Regions from separate parts of the Macaca mulatta genome. Here region 1 is linked to region 2. Evidence: chromatin contacts called from public Hi-C data. All regions are on one chromosome and are shown on one strand. The core of a region is the stretch at or near the end of the contact, and the rest is flanking DNA. Distances in the headings are between cores, read along the strand shown. Region 1 holds the start of LOC106999240. Region 2 holds the start of ARID3B (AT-rich interaction domain 3B).

Evidence for each region. A called contact is a pair of places that touch in the nucleus more often than the background predicts.
Region 1: a Hi-C map of liver shows a contact between it and region 2, with 3 times the contacts expected there. The contact joins the promoter of LOC106999240 here to the promoter of ARID3B in region 2. A contact is called at or near these places in 5 of 14 Hi-C or Micro-C datasets (blood, cortical neurons, fetal cortex germinal zone and 2 more).

Annotation. Positions count from the first base shown.
Region 1 is chr7:52,550,484-52,555,560 of T2T-MMU8v2.0, forward strand. LOC106999240 reads right to left here and starts at 2,329. Exons shown (of 7, transcript XR_013395771.1): 1 at 332-2,329; 2 at 99-193. All of the region lies in intron 1 of CLK3 (CDC like kinase 3), which reads left to right.
Region 2 is chr7:52,466,281-52,470,929 of T2T-MMU8v2.0, forward strand. ARID3B (AT-rich interaction domain 3B) reads left to right here and starts at 1,266. Exons shown (of 9, transcript XM_015142720.3): 1 at 1,266-1,470; 2 at 3,995-4,647. The coding sequence starts at 4,072.

The sequences.
Region 1 (5,077 bases), core at 1,079-3,578, 85 kb after region 2:
TGAGGACTGAGACAGGAGCTTGGGCCTGAGGGGCAGGGGAGGTGCAGCAAGCCTCTTCTGGGGTGGGGATGGGAGAGGAGGAGTTACCCAAACCTCACCTGGGGGCACATCTTTCTCCAAGTGTCTGAAAGCTGTGAAAGCCACAAAAGAATGAAACTCTAAGGGTAGAATGCCAGGCAGGATGGCCTCCAGGCTGCAAAGTGTGGAGAGGGAGAGAGCTGGGAGATAGCTTCTTTTCCACCTCAGAAAAAGAGAGTTGCTTCGTGACTGGGAGGCAGGGACTCCTGGATTCTTAATGGTAGGCAGTTTGGTAGGAAGGTGACTAACTTACCCCATCAGAGCCTGGAGCTCAGGGCAGGGCTGGGGACAGGAGCTTCTCTGAGAACATCCATTCCTCAGGGCTGGTATCCTGGAGCCATGGAAACTCAGGCAACACTAAGTGGTGGGAGGAGGAGACACCACAGAGGCCTCCCACCTCATCTGAGCTGATGAAACCCTGGGATGGAACCTGGCTAGTGTGGCTGAGGCCATGGGGACCAGGCAGGAATGGCATCTCAGACAGCCTGGGATTTTTCAAAATCTTCAGCTTTTGAGGTAGGACCTTATGGGGCAGGACCTCAGCAGCTGATCTGGGTCACCCCCTGTACACCGAAGCGGCTCCTGACTTTCTTTTTTGAGATGGAGTTTCGCTGTTTTGCCCAGGCCGCAGTGAAGTGGCCTGATCTCGGCTCACTGCAATCTCTGCCCCCCGGGTTCAAGTGATTCTCCCACCTCAGCCTCCCCAGCAGCTGGGACTACAGGCGCGTGCCACCACGTCCAGCTAATTTTTGTATTTTTAGCAGAAATGGGGTTTCGCCATGTTGGCCGGGCTGGTCTCGAACTCCTGACCTCAGGTGATCCATCCACTTCAGCCTCCCAAAGTACTGGGATTACAGGCGTGAACAACCGTGCCTGGCAGATTTTTTAATTGTTTTTTGAGACAGGGTCTCGCTCTGTCGCCCAGGCTGGAGTGCGGTGGTGTGATCACAGCTCATTGCAATCTCAACCCCCTGAGATCAAGCGATCCTCCTGCTTCAGTCCGCTGCAAGGGGCTGGAACTACAGGCACGCGCCACCAAGTCCGGCTAATTTTTGTAATTTTTTGGAAGGGGACCTAGTTTTGAATTAGCGTCTATTGTTTACTTCCGGTAGCCGTGGTGGAGCTGGCAGAGATTTGGGGGATACTAAACACCCCTACAAATCATGCTGTGAGATCCCCCGTTTCAGGGAGAGCCGCTGGCGAAGGACTTGAAGCACAGTCGCAGCTTGGAAGGGGGGCCCCCCTGCGACAGCGTCCCGCGTCAGGGGCGGGCCCAGCCCCGCGGGGGAGTGGGTATGGGCTGGGCAGCGGCTGGCCGGCCGGTGGGGAGCCCCACGGTGGTGGGGAAACCCTTGGCGCCCCCGCGGAGCGGTCCCGAAGAGGGGGCGGTGCCTGGAGGGATGGTCCGCCCCGACTGAGGATTTCTAGCCCTCGCGTGGCGTGGGGACAATTAGGCGCCACGCCCTGTCGCTCTGCTGCACGACGCTCGCGAGGCCGGGGACGCCACTCCCAGACCGGGAGGGACGCGCACGCTCACAGTGAGGTCTCTCAAAAGAGCCCCACCTCAGTTTTCTCATCTGCAAAGTAGGGCCTCGTAATCCTGCCCGACCTGGCGCGGGACAGTAGGTGTCAGGGATTTTGGTGACCTCACGCTCGAGGCCTCTGCCAAACGGGGCTGTCCAGTGGCCCGGAGATGCGGCTGGCGGGGGTTTTGTCTGGAGGGGGAGTCTTAACGGAGAGGCCACGCAGGCTGGCAGGAAGCTGCTCCACCGGAGGGGGCTCAAGGAGAGGGGATCTCCTCCCCGCCAGACCCCGGCCCCGCCGACAGGCCCCGCCAGAGTAGCACTAGGGTGTCTTCCCAGCAACTGCCCAGCACGCACTGGCTAGCTGGGAGCCCCACCACGGCTTTCGAAAAACCCGCACACACCAAGACAATGTGTCGTTCGCTCGTTTCGCGCAAGCGGAGTCGCGTCCGCCTTCCCGAGCCCCAGCGCACAGACCTCAGGCCGCTCTCGCGCTCTCCGGGGCCCCGAGAACAATGCCCGTCCTCTCCGCGCGCAGAAGGGAGTTGGCGGACCACGCGGGGTCGGGGCGACGGAGCGGGCCCAGCCCCGCGGCCGGGTCGGGGCCCCACGTCTCGGCTCTGAGAGCCCAGCCGGCCCGGGCCGCGCACCTGTCAGGTCGGGGAACCTACGTGCGCCGCGACACGGCGGGAGGCGGGCCGGGCCGGGCCCGTCCCCTCGACCCTCCCGGAACTAGTCTCCGAGGCCGCGGCGCCCACCGGAGCGGAGAGGGCTGGTGTCCCGGAGCCTTCGAGTCGGGGGCTAGAGCGGCCAGGCCTCCGAGCCGGGTCGAGCCGGGGCTCGCGACGCCTGCGTCACGCGAGGGGGCGGGGCCGCCACGGGCGGAGGTCGCAGCCGGAAGCGGAAGAAGCGCTCGGAGCGGGGAGTGGGGCCTAGCTGCAGCCGGAGCCTGGGAGACGGTAAGTGTGGGCTGGGGCCCGCGGCGGCGACAGCGGTGGCGGCGGCCGGGGGTGAGTCGGCGGGGCAGGCGCGCTGGTGCCATTCGGTCTCGGCTTACTCCCTTTCTTTCTCCTCTTCGGCCCACCTCGGGCCGCAGCCTCGACCTCTCACCCCTGACCCGCTGCTTCTGCCCCGGAGGGCGGTCACTGCGGACCCTGACCTCGATTCCGCGGTGTTGAAGGCGGAGCCTGAACGGTCTCTGGGGCCGCTCAAGAGTCCAGTTTAGGCTTTGTGCCTGCCCGCGGAATGGGGTCGGGTCCGACGTGGAATAGCCAGAGACCCTTCAGACACCTCCCCTACCCCTGGCTTCAGACTTGGTCCACAGACGACTCCTCCCTTGGCGGCCTGGAGTTTGATTCTGGCCCAGTTCGGCTTTGCCTCTGCCCCCGGGATTCCCCTCGGCGCCACTGGTGGCGGTTACAGGAGAGGGGACTCTGAGACCCCTGGGACCTGGCGCGGCAGGAAGGGACGCGAACTATAGCGCAGGCCCCCTTGTGTGTTTTGTTGTGGTGATGGAGCCGCTCCAGCCCGGGGGATGGGCTGGGCCAAGCTGACAGTACAAATCCCCTGGCTGCTCCTCCGTCCTGCTGGGAGTCTCTAGCTTTAGTTCCGGGTGTGGGTGCCCTGATGTGGAGCTGGGGTGGAAATTGCCTGAACCAGGCCCCCAGCAGAGGCGGAGTTGGCGGCCTTCCAGCTTCCCTCCTTGATGTCCTTGAAAAGAAGAAGCGTTTCACCCGTTGGTGGTGGAGGCTTGCTAGGTGGCAGGTTTGAGGTTGCAGTGGTAGGGCAGTGCCAGCCAAAAATAACCATGGGTGCTGGGGTGGCTGGAATCTGGGAGGGCAGCCGCTGACCTGGCTGGCTGCACTTCTAGTCAGCCCAGTTCTCTGGCCAGGAACAGCAAATGAGAAGCCGACAAGGCCTGTACTCAAAGTTGACATCCCTGGCTTGGTTTCCTTCACATCACCATTTTCCTTATTGTGCAGAGCAGAGCTTCCCAAAGCATAATTGTGGCCTTTAGCTGCTTTTTAAACAAGCTGTTTGCTGAGGTTTTAGAGAATCAGAAATAATTGAGAAATAGGCCCTAGAGCCCTGGCTGGGAGGATGATATCTGCTATTTCCAATATTTTACTTGCCTAGAATGTGTTAAAGGAAGGATACTCTTTATTACTGCTTTGTGTGCGGTACCTTATAACTCTCATACTTCTCAGCTCTTTTGCCAGGCTGGGAAATGTTATCTCCGTTTTCCAGCCGTGCTAACCAAGGCCTAGAGTGCCTTGTCTAAGGTCATGAAGCTGGTATGTGACAGCACTAGGATTTAGTTTAGAGTTTTCTGCCAGAGCTCTCTCCTCCCAGTTTCCTTGGAAGGGACTTATAAAATGTCTGTAAGGCATTTAACACACCCCTGAAGTGTTACCTGGAACTTTTAAATGATTCATGAAAAGCTGCCACTAGTACCTCTGTGGGCACAAAGCTGTGCTAGGCCTTTCACTTACAGGACAGACATATTTTATCCTCATAGAACCTTGTAAGAGATTACTATTCCCTTGATGCAAGAGGAAGCTGATGGTCAGAGTAGTGTAATAATTTGTTCAAAGGCACACAGCTAGAAGTAGCATGCCATGAATCAGATGGACATCTATAAGACTCTGAAATTGTGCTCTCCATTGATGTGAATATGTATGGACATAAGAATCTTCTAGGTCCCAGGAGGGAGTCTTTGACCTGGTGTGACCGTGACCATGTCCTCCAGTTCTGGTGTTTGTCTGCCCAGTGAGGATGGGCAGGATCATACTTGCCTTATGGCATGATATGTGCCCTGGCCAGTGGAGCATCTTCTGGGTCAATTAGTGGGATGTGAGTTACTGCTTTCATTCCATAACTTGGGCACCTGACCCAGAGTAATTGCAGGAAAACAGTGAAACATTAGTCAACTGATTACCAAAACAACAAATCTAAGCTTCTGGGGAGGTGATTTTACAAAATGTTTATCTCCAAAGACTTCCCAGGTAAATGGGGGAAGACATGTTAGTGGGGAGATGGAGGGCTTTCTTAGGGACACGGAGAGGCTCCCAGGGGTGTGGTCACATAGGCCTCACTGTCCTGCTCATGCATGGGGAGCTGTTCTATGCTGATCTTCTCTTGACGGACCCTGCTGATGAGATGGGGCAGCCTCAGTGGGTTTGTACAAAATGTGCTTGGCCAGGCAAGCTCAGGACTGACCATGACTGGAGGTTGGCTGTGGCCAAGTGTGAGTGTTGGGAAGAAGACTGGCTCCATGGAGGCAGTCGGGTTCATGTATGGGTGGAGCAGGTTGCTGGCCTCACATAGCCAGCTTTCTCCGCTGGTGGCGGATCCAGCCTGGCAATTTCATGTGGTGGATATAAGTCCTCATTGAACAGGGATAGTGAGGCAAGGCTCTTTTACCTGCCAGACGACTAACCCTCTGGCTATTCTGAGATAGGCGTAGGGTAGGATAC
Region 2 (4,649 bases), core at 16-2,515:
CACTGCACTCCAGCCTGGGCGACAGAGTGAAGACTCCGCCTCAAAAAAAAAAAAAAAAAAAAAGTGAAATAACATTTATACAGTTATGCTGTAATTCTATTTTTTTGGGGGTGGGGGGGAACAGTATCTCTGTCACCCAGGCTGGAGTGCAGTAGCACAATCATGGCTCACTGCAACCTCCGCCTCTCCTGGGCTCAGGTGATTTCCCATCTCGGCCTCCCGAGTAGATGGGACCACAGGCATGCGCCAAAACGCCTCATTAATTTTTATATTTTTTGTAGAGATGGGGTTTCGCCTTGTTGCCCAGGCTGCTCTCCAACTGCTGAGCCCAAGAGATCCGCCTGCCTCAGCCTTCCAAAGTGCTGAAATTACAGGCGTGAGCTACTGTATCAGGCCTATAGTTCAAAAGTAGTCAAGCTGAGAGAATAGCAGGCTGTGGTTGAAAAAAGGGTTGTTCAAATTACTGAGTATAGCGTTTCGAGGGGCAAGGTCCAGGTTTTGACTGGTATTGGGAGGCAGATATAAGGGTCGCTAAAGACGAGGCCCGATATTGAACGGGTTGGCCACATAGGCTCTGAAATTATCAAAGAAGATGGTCAGATGCGAGATAGACAAGGAGCTGGATACACAGATCGGCAGATTATCTCCAAACGGGGTGAAATAGGTGACAGAGTCTAAGAGGAAGGGTTGGAGAAGCAAGTGTTTTTACAAGAGGTGACAGCACCTAGCACATAATCCCGACCTCTGGAAACTGAGACCTGAGAATACTAATTCACGTGAGAAGCTTTCAAGGGACGCAACATTCTCAGGACAGCCAGGTCTCTGTCCCAGGAAGGAGCGGAGAAGTTTAGAGACAAGCTGATCTAAACATGGGAACCCCTGAGGAAGACGGGCTTGAAGGCAGGAGATTGAGTAGTGGACCGAACCCTACACTCCTCTGCTCTTTAGTTACTTTCCTCCCAGCCAACCGCCCGAGCCACACCAACCTCCGCAACAGAAAACGCTCGCATAACACTATCTCCAGCCCGGCTCTTTTCAACTCCCCGCGTAAGTGCTCACACCGGAACCCCTCTGTGTCCGCACTTGCCATTGGCCGAAGCTTCCGCCCGCTTCCATTCGCTTCCTCCCACGACTCAGTCGGGCGGCGCAGTCCGTGGGACCCACTTCCGCCTCGTCCCACCCCCGCCCCCCAACCCGGTCCCTTTTTAGCGGCTTCCGGCTTCGGGCCCGCCCCGCCCCCTGTGGCCCCGCCCCGCCCCCGCCCCCGCGCCCGGCCCGCGGTCCGCCCCTGGCCGGCCGTCCGCCCCCCGCCCCTGGCCGGCGGTCCGGCCCCGCGGCGCCGCTTCCGGTGCGGGCCCCGCCCCGGCTGTGGCCCCCGGCTGCGGAGGAGTCCGAGACGCAGCTGCTGTGCCGGGGCCTGAGCGGCCGCCTCCTCCTCCGCCGCCCGAAAACCCGGAGCGCCCCGCACAGGTAAGCGGTGCGGGTCCCGGCTCCGTCAGGCACGGCGGGAGGGGAGGCTGCGGCAGGTGGAGGGGCCGAGGCCAGGAGCCGAGGCAGGTGTGGAGAGAGAGGGGAAGGCGCGGGCCGGGGGCGCGGGGACCGTGAAGGAAAGTGAGAGCGCTGCGGGAGCCCCGAGCGCCCTGTGCCCATTAGGGCATTTGAGATAAAGCGATAAGAAGGGTGAGGGGCCCTGGAGCTGAGTGGGCGCAGATAGGTGGGGCGGGGGCCATCGGAGAAGAGCCAGCGGATTGACTGGGAGGGTTGGTAGAGGTAAAAGTGATAGGGCTAAATGGGGGAAGGTGAATAAAGAATGGGGGGAGGCGTGCAGGGGTGACCGGGGAGGTGGGCTGTGGGGCTTACAGGGGCCCGGGGCCAAACGAATCCGGCAGGAAAGGTAGGGGAATGGTCGGCAGGCCGGGTTCAAAGCTGCAGGCAGTCCGTTGCACCCGGCTTGGTGGTCCGGGAACTTTAGGGGAAATGGGGGAGGGGCCCATGTGAAGGGATGAAGAGGTTTAGATTTGAGACATAAGTTCTCCAAATGTAGGCAGGTGGCATTGTTTGGATCGCTGGCTGCTTAGGGACTGCGGGAAGATGGGCTCTTTGGGGGAGGGTGTGTGTATTGAGTTGTAGAACTGAGTCATCTCAGTCTTACTATAAGAGGCTGTGGGAGGGACACCTCCCCCTCTGCTGGGGACAGCATTCAGAGAAGATGGTGCCACAAGACAAGAAGCAGTTGTTCAGTGACTGGCAGGACTTGGTTGATAAATTATTCCAATCGTGATTGATTGACTGTAATGACTGTGAGGACATTTAAAATGAACACCGAATTATTTGCTTTATTCTGTAATTTTCTTTGACCCAAATTGTTTTCATTTTAAATGAACACTTTTGCCAACTGAATTTAATGTGGATGTAAATCTTGTCATGCTTTTTTACACTGTAAGAAGAGCTAAAGCAGAATGAAAGTATGGCTGCAAGCGTAACTCACACTTTCTAAAGTGCCAAGAGAGGAAGTAAAGGCAGTAAGAGGCAAATTGGAATGCGAATCTTTCACAGAACACAAAAGGCACAAACAGGGCTATAAGATAAACAGAAAATGAGAATGTTTAATCTCTACTAATTGGCCTAGCTTTAAAAATTGTACCCTTTTTTACTCTAACCTGGAAAAAAATCTTAAATCCAAGCAGTTTTTATTGCTAAAGATGTGATTACTTCTCCGTGAATTTTTGAAGATGCTAAAGACACTTTTTTTGTCTTTCAACCCAATCCTAAAACACTGGAACAATGCAGATATCAAGTCCCAACATGTGCACTGCAGCTTCTTTCATGTGATGACAAAATTGTACGCCATGTTGCAAGTCCTGTTCACCTAAAATTTGCCCTTGCATAGTAATCCATTCAGTTATGGAGACTTGCTGAAGAAACATAACTCAAGTGAAGTTTGTTGGGGGTGAGGGCCTGCAGGGGAGAGGTGGGGGAATTAAAGGAGAACAGGGTGTGAAAGTGATGTGTGTTTGGAGACTGATTGGTAAGAATGCAGATAAACCTGCCCCCAGAATGCTTTTGGCCCGAAAGCCTTTTCTTTTTGTATTCGTCAGAGAATATTATAGTAGAAATGAATCAGAAAGAAAGGGGATGTAAAGAGTTTTACTTGGCTGTTTATAAAAAAGAAGCAGCATTAACTTGTTCAGACAATGTTGATATCTGTTTCAAATTAATTAACTTTAAAATCTCCAGAGGAATTCCCCCGTTTGCTTTTGAGTGACGATCGCAATTTGAGACTCTTGCCTCCTTGCGTGTTTCTTTCATGTTGTTGAAATTGGATTCTTTTTGAGGCTATAATATCCAGTTAGTATGGCTCAGTCCACTCAACAAGCAGGCTGGCAATTTGATCAGGGAAATTTGAAAAGTTTAAACCCAAGAGCAGCTTGCTTGGTCTTGCTTTTTCTATGAGAGTAAAACTGTCTGCCTGATAGTTCTGTGTCTAGCTCAGAGGTGATATCTTTCTCCTGTGGGCTTGGGAACATACTCTCTCTTTTGCAGGTAGGCCCTTCTTTTCCTTTATTATTATTGTTTGCATAATTACAGCTTTTGCTACAGAGCAAACCCAGTTACCTTTTCAGTAATTAATGTTCAGTGACATTAATTCAGTAACAGATTAATGTTTGATAATGTAGAGGAAGAGAGATCAGAACACATGTTAACAGACTAGATATTGGCTGGATGTACTTCTTTTAAAGCCCTCAACAGTCTGCTACTACTACTGAGATTCATTCCCTATTTCCCCTCTTAGATCCTGTTTCTCTTCTTCACACCTTTTCCTACCCACCCACGAAACCCCCACCACTCACTCATCTTAAAACTCAGGTTTAGGAGCATATGTTTAGCGTTCAGAACTCATGGCCCTCTACTGGAGAAAAGGAAACCTTTTTATACCTGTTTTACATAGTTGTTTTTTCCCTCTCCTTCTTTGTGGTTTCTGTTAATCACTAAGGTTTAGACCCAGTGTGCCTGGTGGGCTGTGCCCAGGTTCAGAGTCATGCCACTCTGTGGGTGAAGCTTGAGGCAATAATGGAACCACTTCAGCAGCAGCAGCAGCAGCAGCAGCAGCAGCAGCAGCAGCAGCAGCAGCAGCAACAGAAGCAGCCACACCTGGCTCCTCTGCAGATGGATGCCAGAGAGAAGCAGGGCCAGCAGATGAGAGAAGCCCAGTTCTTGTATGCCCAAAAGCTGGTCACACAGCCGACTCTCCTTTCCGCCACACCTGGGAGGCCTTCTGGCAGCACTCCCTTAGGTCCCTTAGCCAGAGTTCCACCCACCACAGCAGTGGCCCAAGTCTTTGAACGGGGCAACGTGAACTCAGAGCCTGAGGAAGAGGATGGAGGTTTGGAAGATGAGGATGGGGATGATGAAGTTGCGGAGGTGGCTGAGAAAGAAACCCAGGCTGCTTCAAAATATTTTCATGTGCAGAAAGTAGCTCGCCAAGATCCCAGAGTGGCACCCATGTCTAATCTACTTCCAGCACCAGGGCTGCCACCACATGGACAACAAGCTAAAGAAGACCATACCAAAGATGCTTCCAAGGCCCCACCTTCTGTCTCCACAGCAGGGCAGCCAAATTGGAATCTGGATGAGCAGCTCAAGCAGGT